3 separate regions of the Mus musculus genome follow, and all the other regions are linked to region 2. The links are chromatin contacts, called in public Hi-C and promoter capture Hi-C maps. All regions are on one chromosome and are shown on one strand. The core of a region is the stretch at or near the end of the contact, and the rest is flanking DNA. Distances in the headings are between cores, read along the strand shown. Region 1 holds the start of Colec11 (collectin sub-family member 11). Region 2 has its middle 67 kb from the start of Gm31333. Region 3 overlaps Eipr1 (EARP complex and GARP complex interacting protein 1).

Region 1 (3,067 bases), core at 515-3,014, 450 kb before region 2:
GAGTTTGAGGCCAGCCAACACTATGAAAGGAGACCCCATGAAAACAAACAATCAATCAATCAAAGCGATGCTAACCCTTGCTGCACCCTCTGTCGGTTAGATTAAAAACTGCTCAGATGTTTGTTTTTCTCCATGCTCTCGGGATGGCACAGGAATGTATTCCATAGAAACAAACGCTCCTCCAGAGACAGCAGGCATCCAGCAAGACAGTCATCACTTTCTATCCCATGAAAGTCCTAAGTGTGGCTTTACAAAAGATCAGGCCACAGCAGACAAGCTGTGACAAGGAAGAACAGAGATGAAGAATACCCCGAGCTGGCTCCTCCTCCTCTCTCACTGACTCTCCTGCCTGTGTGTCCTTACCCTCAGTTCTATCTAAGCTAGTGGGTGTGATGGGGCCCTGTCCTCCAACTTTCTCAGATTCTGCCCCAGACCTGGCCCAGAACAGGGCAGGTGGTCACATAGAGGTTGGGTGGGGGGAGGTACCATGTCCACCAGGAAGTACTGGCTTGTGTTCTGGTCCGTTGCCTCTCAGGAAAGGAATTTGGTTTTATAAACGGAGACTATGCAGCAAGCCCAAAATCTTTTTAAAAACAACATCCTTATCTCTTAGCCAGGGCCCAAAGACTGGGGCCCCACTTCCATCAAAGAGACAGCTTTCTGGGGAGAGATTAAATGTGGAATTCACAAAAGAAACAAGAATGAACTGGCAGCAGGCCAGGGGGAAACACAGTAGCCAAACACATCATGACGTGTCCATTAAACACCTACAGTGAAGCCCTGGATCTTGCAGACTCTGAACTATCTGCTGCGAACGGTACTGTCATTTGGAAGCCTCCTCTGTCCTAAAGTGACACTCCCACCCCCCGCCATGAGGCTACAGGGAGGATCTTACCAACACCATGGTAAGGAGACATCTGCCTGTTCTCCTTCGTCTTTGGCACAGATGTCTCAAGATTGGAGAGAAAACCAAATGTGAAGGTTTGGAGCTCTGCTCTCCCAGGCAAGAGTGCTTGTCAAATCAAGTTCCATTCTGCCAAGCAATGGCTTACAAATTTGACCATTTTAATATGGAGCTGCTAGCTGGGGCCACTCAGACACAGCAGCTAGTCCCAAAGCCTGGTGTCAGGGCACAACAAGCAACTGCCCTTTGGAGTTACTCCCCTTTCCAGTGTTGGGAGGCTCTGTCCACTGTTAGATGGCTCCCCTGAGGGAAGTGTACCTCCCTCCTGGTCCCCTCCCCACACTACCTAAAACCACAGCTGAGTATGTCTTGGTGTTGTAGGTCCCTGAACAGGGCTTTCTTAGCTGTCAACCCATAAATGCTGCCCACTGCCAGCCTGGAGTATGTCACTCTCTCAGGTTGGAGTTAGAAATGATCTATGCAAACTCCAGCTCTTAAATAACCTGAGTAACTGTATTTCCATCATTCTGATTGACCAGAATCTGCCTCTGCTGGCTTCTCGAAGATTCCACCTTTAACTCTGAGCTAAATAAATTTTAGAACTCTAGCGTCTAACTTACTGATCAACTCCAGGATACTGAATCCCACTTTGCCAAATTCCACAGCCTGGGTCTACCCTCCAGCCCTGTTTGGAAATTTGCCCTCCTGCCTGTGCTCGACACCTGTCCAGTCCTGGCCTAGTGTCCTGGGGCAGCATCTCTTACCTGGATGCACACTAGGCGAAGGAGCTGTCCTGACAGTCACCGGCTGGCAGAGACACTGCTCCAAGGAGCCTCATGGCTGTTATTTACAGAGACCAGCTGCAGTCCAGCTCAGAGAGAAACCCTGCCTGGGATGTCAGACAGCCCAGCGAATCTGCTGGAGGCTGCAGCCTTATCTGCAAGAGCTTCCTGCCTGAAACCATCAGCTGTCCTGCAGGGCCCTGTGGAGTGTGGGAACTCGGCCCCTGCTGCCAAAGGGGTGTCTGGGGAGCCCAGCCAACCCCACCCCAAACATTCTCTCTCAATTTTGGTTTTCTTTCCTGTTTTGCTTTCTTTTCTTTTTCTTCGAATAAGTGCATGTGCCAAACATGGGGGTGCATGCCAGTAATCCCTGCATTCTGAAGACTAAAGCAGGAGGATTGCTGTGAGTTAAAGGCCAGCCTAGACTATGTAGCAAGTTCAAGGCCAGCCAGGTAGGAGTGCATACTGAGACTGTGTATGAATCTCTGCATACACATGCACCTGCTTACACACACACACACACACACACACACACACACTACAAGTCATTCCCACACAGCAAGCTGGAGAGATCAACAAGAGTTCTGTGCTATAGCAAAACAGACTCCAAAAGCTACCCACTGTGGAGTTCCATCTATAAAATACTCCTGAGAGAGCTGGGCAGTGGTGGCGCACGCCTGTAATCCCAGCACTTGGGAGGCAGAGGCAGGCAGATTTCTGAGTTCGAGGCCAGCCTGGTCTACAAAGTGAGTTCCAAGACAGCCAGGGCTACAAAGAGAAACCCTGTCTTGAAAAACAAACAAACAAACAAACAAACAAACCAAAAACAAACAAACAAACAAACTACTCCTGAGAGCCTGTTAGGAGGTTGATCGGGGGAGCACAAGCACGCTAACACCCTCAAAGAAACAACAGTCGTCCTCCATCAGGGAAGCTGTACTGCTGGCGTGTAGCTTCAGGACAACTCTGTAGATCCATGAGGGAAGAAGCCAGATCAGTCAAACCAACTTCACGATCAATGGAGTGTGTGATGTTGCAGCCATATTGCCCTTACAACCTGTTCATATAAGACTCTTAAAGTGATAAAACTATAAAAATCAAGGACAGATCAGTGATTGGCTAGGACACTGTGTGCCTCAAGGGTGACATGGCTTGGCCTGCTTATGTTGGAATCTGGGTTGCAGTGCTGTGCCAGACTTTCCACTGGGGAAACTGGGCTCAAGGGAACCCTCTGGAATGTTTTCTACAACTGCATGTCAATCTATAATCTCCTCTAAATAAAGCTTAGCTTTTATGTTTTGTTTCTCAAACAGAGCCTCATGTAGCTCTCCTCAAAATCAATAGAAATGGCTTTAGCTCATTCACATTTCCGAAGTTCACA
Region 2 (2,946 bases), core at 199-2,698:
GATGAGAGTTGATCTCCAGTAAAAGAGAGACAGAAAACCACGGCCTGCCCCAATCTCAACTGCAGCATGATAAAAATATACAGCAGGCGAAGGAGTTGCTGGGTGTGGAAACCTGCCTTCCTCATCCTCTCTGGAATTCTGGTGCTCTCTATATAATGCCTGAGGATACAGATAATCTTGAGTTTCTGAGCTGGAGCTATTTTGTGGCTCCATTACTCAGGAATCGGAAGGAGACATGGCAGCTTGAGTTTGATGTTAGAGTGAGGCATATATTTCCATGTGGGCTTGGCGAATGGGAAAATTACTGGGATGTCTGCCTATGCGATCTGTGCTGCCTTCGAACAGGGGCAAGAACTGTCAGGTCACTGGTGATTGTGGTAACTGGGTTCAGTTCATAGATCGGTGAGATCTTGACCTCAGAATTGGGAGTACATACCACGTGCCAGGTCTGTGAAGGGGGCTTAGGTTTGCAGAAAAGGAGCTCAGACCTAGTGAAGAGAGGGAGAAACCAGCCAAAGAAGGGAGGCCTCAACCATGGTAAGGAGGTCCCAGGCAGGGGAAGAGGCCCCAGCCAGGGGAGACCAGCTACTGAGCAGAGGTGCACATTGTTGGGGTAGGCCTTGTGCTAGCTTGTGTGTCTTCCTAGAGGAGACCTCTGACTCCGTGAGGATTGGTCAGAGGACTGAAGAAACTTGGCTAAACCAAGCAGGCGGTGCCCTAAGGATGAAGAACGAGCTTCTCTTTGCGTCAGAAAGAGCAATGTGTTCAAAAGCAGGCTCTTGTGAAAGCCAGCCTGTTGGAAGCAGGACAGCTAAGACAGTGCAGGGATTAGGCTAGAAGGGCTGACACTGCTCAGCTGTGGGTTCTGGTGTCCTACACCCAGGCTGAGCAAGGCCAGTGGTAGAAATGAAGCTCAGATTATGTGTGGACAACATGTAAAGACTGGAAGAATGAGAGGTGAATGGGGAAGGGGTTGCCTGGGATTCCCAGACAACCATGAAGCTCTGCTTTCTACCCTGAAGGGAAGAAAGCCACCATGCCCTTCTTCCCCATGACCTTGCCTTGCCTCCGAGACAGCCACATTGCTGTGTTCCTATGACAGGTCTGTGATTGTGGGGGCAAGATCTAGTTGCTTAGGGTCTTGGTTCTCCTAGGCCAGGGCTGTGCTCTTTCTGGCCTTACCTTTGCAAGATGTCGTAAGATGGTAGCGTGAGTCATGAGCACTCTCTGGCTTATTCCTTTCTGTCTCTTTTTTTGCAGAGATATTCTACCAGCTTCACAGTGTGCTGTGGAGAACATAGCTCTCTATCTTGGGCTGTGGCCCCTCCCAGGCCTCTCTCCTCCTGTGGCTGTTGGCATCCCAAGGTCTGATACCTAACTCTCAGACTCCACTTTGATTTTGGAGACCTATTTAGACGCCTCTCTGGCTTACTGAACTCGGCTCTCAGTTTGAAGCTGGATTCTGTATATTTGTTGAATAAATATTGAATGAGCAGAGGCCTTTGATCTTCCTGCCACTGACAGCTCTTGGCAAGACGCTTCTGTAACCTTGATCTTCTGAGAATCTCACTGGCCACCTGAGGAAGGGCTTGCGATTTCTCATCTGAAGAGCTTGAGTTCTGTGGATAAAGCCACATGCTCTCCTTTGAGGCACAGGCAGACCCCAGCTCCTCAGACAAGGTTGTAAAGCCTTTGTCCTTCTCCACACTCTCTCCCTACTTGCCTCTAACTGAGAGTGCACGATGGTTGCTCTGCTTGCGTTTGAGCCGGCCTTGGTCACCATAGAGACATACATCCCTATGACAGCCTCCACAAAGGCTCTTTCACGAAGCTGTCCTTTCTCTTCCTTTTTCAAGGTCCCTCTTTTCATAACAACCTTCAAAACCCAACAAGTGGGAGATCTGCAAACAGCAGGGAAGATAGTCCCACGATAGCAGGGGATGCCGACACAGGTTCCCAGAAGGCAGCCACTTGACAGATGTCTCCACAACTGCACCCCACCCCAGAGGGTATATTACCCTCTTCAACTGAGTCAGACTTAAAAACCAATTTGAAGTCATTGCACCGACAGTCGGCTCCTCTGTGAGTTGAAGAGTCAGGCTGGCAGCTCCACTCTCTGAGAAATGACAGCATTCCTGACGCCTGTGTGTCTTGGGAGCAGGAAAGACACTGTCTAGGGTCCCAGCACAGCCCATATGAGTTTGAGAGAAAGCTATTTTAGGAGTGCCTTCCTCCATGTCTTGTGTCACTGATGGGTGAGTGGGTTAGAGAGATTTTCCTCTCAGTATTACTACTGTCCCCAAGCTTTCCCCTCGCTCTCTTCAATTATAGAAGCACACGTCCTCTGCTTGTGGAACCTTTTGCAGCACTAGGGGTAGGTGAGGGGACAGTCTGACCTTAGCTGTCTTTGGGGCACCCCTCTGGAGCCATCTTTTTCAGCTTTAGAGTGGGTCCTTTTCTGAGGTAGGAGAATAGGGAGGGAGGATTCAGAGCCATCAGGAATAGAAACTTCTCTAATCACAAGCTACAGGTAACAAAACAGCATGTATCTGTGGGGGTGGGAATGAGGGAGAAGGGTAAGCTGGCACTCTCCTGATTGACAGGTACAGGAGAAGGTGGTGCTAGGCAAATGATCTAGAGAAGATCTGGGCCTTCCAGGGTTGACATCCACAGGAGGTCTCCCCTTCTCTGAGGAGAAAGGGAAAGGGCTTAGGGGGAGGGGAGAGGAGAGGGAAGGAGTGGGAGGAGAGGAAGGAAGAGAAGCTCCTCTGAGGAGACAATGTTAAACAAAAAAATCTAGACCTTCATGGCCCAGGGCTTTTAGCCTCAGGCTCTTCCTCAGCTCTCTGACCCACTTTCCACTCTGGAATGCTTTTGTCTCTTAATAAACTCTTGTTTCTCTCATTGTCCATGAGTCCTGGCCCAATTCTTTGTTCCTGAACCCAA
Region 3 (3,283 bases), core at 611-3,110, 270 kb before region 2:
GGCACAGAGTCATATTCCTCCCTACCTTCATGTAAGGCTGGCCTGCTGGTGGTTCCCTTCTTTGGTAGTTTGAATATGCTTGGCCCCTGGAAGTGGCATTATTAGGAGGTGTGGCCTTGTTGGAGTAGGTGTGGCCTTGTTGGAGTAGGTGTGGCCTTGTTGGAGGAAGTGTGGCACTATGGGTGTGTGTTTTTGAGGTCCTATGCTTAAGCTCCACCCAGGGCAGAAGAAACCTTTGTCCTGCCTGTAGAAGATAGTCTCTTCCTGGTTGCCTTCACATCAAGATGTAGAACTCTCAGCTCCTTCTTTAGCACCAAGTCTGCCTGGATGCTACCATGCTTCCTACCATGATGAAAATGGACTGAATCTTTGAAACCAACCATAAGCCAGCTCCAAGTAAATGTTGTCCCCTAAGAGTTGGTCATGGTGTCTCTTCACACAGTGGGAGCCCTAACCGAGACACCGTGTATGCTGTTCTCTGCTGTGGTCAGTTTGCTTGCACAGGCTTGGCGAAGCGGTGCTTACACTGCCTTCTTGTGTTAGTTACTGGCCCTTCCTGTGAGCTGTTGCTCTTGCTGTCAGCCTGTCTCAAGCATGGGGTGAGGATGCTCATTTTTCCTTTCTCTTTTCCAAAGTCCCCAGAGATTGAGACCTGTCTACATTTTGCAGGCAAAGGCACCAAAGCCTATGAACTTGCTGGAGTAGCTTGCATGTGGTCAGACAGCTGATTCGCAGAAGCCAGAAATATAATACGCTTCCTTTGATAGCCACTTGGACCTTCTTGATGGCTGCCCCTTGCACCTTCTTTGTACCGGACGGAACAACTTTCCTCATATTTACTTAGAAAACTAAGATTTTTTTAGGTGCAAATTGTATCAAGTGGATATTTTTGTAAGAGAGTGTTTTTTGGTATTTCAGCCCAAGGAAAAATAGTAGAAACCTAAACATGACAGTCTGCAAATCGTTAGAGTTTCAAAGAATGAAGGTGTGATTTTTTTTTTTTTTTGTGCAAGGGTGTTAATTAATGTCTGACATGGCTGAGTGCCCGAGTAGTGCTCTGATCAGTGTAAAACCCCATCTCTCAGATCTGATGCTTCAGCTCATGCTGAGGACCCACCGGTTCTCTGTAACAGGAGTGCTCTCCAGAGAGCAAATAGTTTGACATTTTGTGGATGCCACTGCCCTTGTTTTAGTTATCGAGGTTTGCTCTGGAGAGCAGGCAGATACATGTATCAACCTTGTGTCAATCTCATCTGCTTCATGTGCCAGACTGCCTCATTTAGCTAGGGTGGTGACTGAATAGTTTGGTCCAGGGCATGGCATCCCTGTTAGACCAGGCCAGGTATCAGGGTGTCAGTGTGGGTAAGCCTTCATACTCTGTTCCCTCTGGAGACATTCGGTTTCTAGAAAGGCAAACCTTTCCAATAGCCAGGGCTCTTTGAATCAAGCTCAGCTCAGGGAGAGAGCCACTGGCCATCGTCCTTCCAGCTCCATTATAGAAGTGGCTGGGAGAGAGATCAATGGGAATAGGTCAACCTGTACATGAAAAGTTGGAAGGGAACAGCAGAGCCAGAATTTTAATTTTTCTACTTGCTGTACAAGAAGATGCACTCACAGAGGATCCAGGTTCCATTCCCAGTACCCATGTCAGCAGGCTCGAAACAGCTGCTAACTCTGGCTCCAGGGGGGAGGAGTTATGGGGGGGGGGATATCTCTCATAGGCCAGGCCTAGAGCTTGCCACGTAGACCAAGGCCAGCAAGCCTCAGTGTTTCTTTTATCTGTCTCTGCTCCCCCAGCTTTGGGAGCCTTTTACCTGATTCTTAGACTCAGGTCTTCATGTTGCAACATAAGCGCTTTACTGACTGAGATGTTTCATCATCCCTGAGAGAACACTGTTGGCTGCTAGCCTATGCTGCTCTGTGGTTGTTGAATCCAGCTATGTCTTGACCTATTTATTCCCTTCCAGATGTCCTGCAGGTCTAGGTAAATAGTGAAATAGGAGCTGTGATCAAAGAAGACAGGGCCCTGGGCACTGCAATTCTGTTAGAGGGCATATTCAGAGCCAGTGTGGGTGGAGACATGTTCATGTGGCTCAGGTAGGAAATCAGAAGTCTGGAGAAGGCAGGGCAGCCTGGGTTGGAAAGGAAGGCTGTAGATGGCTCTGACATCAGCCTGCTTGCTGCCCTTGTTTGACTCCTCCTCCTGGGGTGGGGTGGTTATCACTAGAAAGGACTTGGAGTCAAGCTTTAGAGATGTCCTGAGGCATACTGCAGCTGCTGGTGCATTCCTGATAAGCTCAGGAATGACTAATGCAGTTAAGGATGTGGGGTGGAGGACAGAGCACCCTTTGTTCCATTCAGCTGATATATGCTAGGCAGTGATGCTCCAGCTCAGAGTCAGAGCTGAAGGAGAGGAAGGACTCTTGGTGGTGTGCTTTTCACTTCTCTGTCTTCTGTGCAGTCCTTGGAGCTCACACACAAGACAGCTGCCTTCACAGAGGTTGCACGACTGAGCCAAGATTTTACAAGATATTAGCAGGATCAAATGGAGCACCGCCCAAGTGACCCCACACACTCAGTGGACACATAGGCCCTCATTCATCAACCAAGGCTGGTCAACTACTTCAGAAGAGACAGCAAATCATGGGCCGGTTGTCCCTTTTCCCATAAGCATTAGTGTTTGCCAAGCATTTATCTGGCAACTCAAGTAATGTCATTGTTTTAGGTAAATGTGTGTTCATGCCGCTTACATATTTGTAAATTTTGTGTATGTGTGTGTGCGTGTGTGTGTGTGTGTGTGTGACTGTGTGTTGCTATGTGCACGGAGGCTGGGGCATTGGATTTTCCCTAGAGTTAGAGTTAGAGTCTGTTGAGAGCCTGCTGCCATGGGTCCTGGGAAGGGAACCTGGATCCTCTACAAGTGCACTGCACATACACATTCTTAACTGCGGAGGCATCTCTTCAGCCCCGGCTGTCATCGTTTTTATGCTATCTATCTGTGATAGAGATCAAGACATTCTTCTGAGTCCTGTCTCCTGCATCTGTATCCCCCCTTTCCAGAACTCTTCCCCTGAACCCCTCTCTGGCTTTCCAGTTTTAGTTGTAGAGCATCTAGGAGGGAATGCGCAGCCTGAATGTAGAGGCTCTGCTGTTGTGACTCCTGCCCCTGTATGTGTTTTCTGTTTGTTTTCTTTTGCTTTTGTTTTTGTCTTCTAAATAGGCAGGGTTTTTAAATAGCTTGCTATTACTGAGGCTTTTAAGAACATTGCACATCATTTTCACA

The links. Promoter capture Hi-C pulls out the DNA fragments that hold promoters and counts their contacts. A called contact is a pair of places that touch in the nucleus more often than the background predicts.
Region 1: a contact with region 2 is called in a promoter capture Hi-C map of liver, with 2.1 times the contacts expected there. The contact joins the promoter of Colec11 here to the enhancer-like site in region 2. A contact is called at or near these places in 3 of 39 promoter capture datasets (the C10 cell line and liver), 5 of 115 datasets of contacts at active chromatin or transcription factors (embryonic stem cells, epiblast stem cells and stem cell-derived neural progenitor cells) and 1 of 9 other capture datasets (adipose tissue).
Region 3: a contact with region 2 is called in a Hi-C map of liver, with 2.3 times the contacts expected there. The contact joins two enhancer-like sites. A contact is called at or near these places in 1 of 484 Hi-C or Micro-C datasets (liver), 4 of 115 datasets of contacts at active chromatin or transcription factors (astrocytes, embryonic stem cells, epiblast stem cells and 1 more) and 1 of 9 other capture datasets (embryonic tail).

Annotation. Positions count from the first base shown.
Region 1 is chr12:28,621,566-28,624,632 of GRCm38.p6, forward strand. It overlaps Colec11 (collectin sub-family member 11), which reads right to left and starts at 1,765. Exons shown (of 7, transcript NM_027866.2): 1 at 1,669-1,765.
Region 2 is chr12:29,073,948-29,076,893 of GRCm38.p6, forward strand. No RefSeq gene overlaps it. Among named protein-coding and RNA genes, the nearest start is that of Gm31333, 67 kb to the right of the region's middle. Within about 2 kb of position 1,449, at least 20 of the 459 cell types and tissues checked have an H3K27ac peak or open chromatin away from gene starts, as enhancers often do. A contact at or near this core is called in liver, where this site is marked.
Region 3 is chr12:28,803,056-28,806,338 of GRCm38.p6, forward strand. All of the region lies in intron 3 of Eipr1 (EARP complex and GARP complex interacting protein 1), which reads left to right. Among named protein-coding and RNA genes, the nearest start is that of Gm46345, 38 kb to the left of the region's middle. Within about 2 kb of position 1,861, at least 131 of the 459 cell types and tissues checked have an H3K27ac peak or open chromatin away from gene starts, as enhancers often do. A contact at or near this core is called in liver, where this site is marked.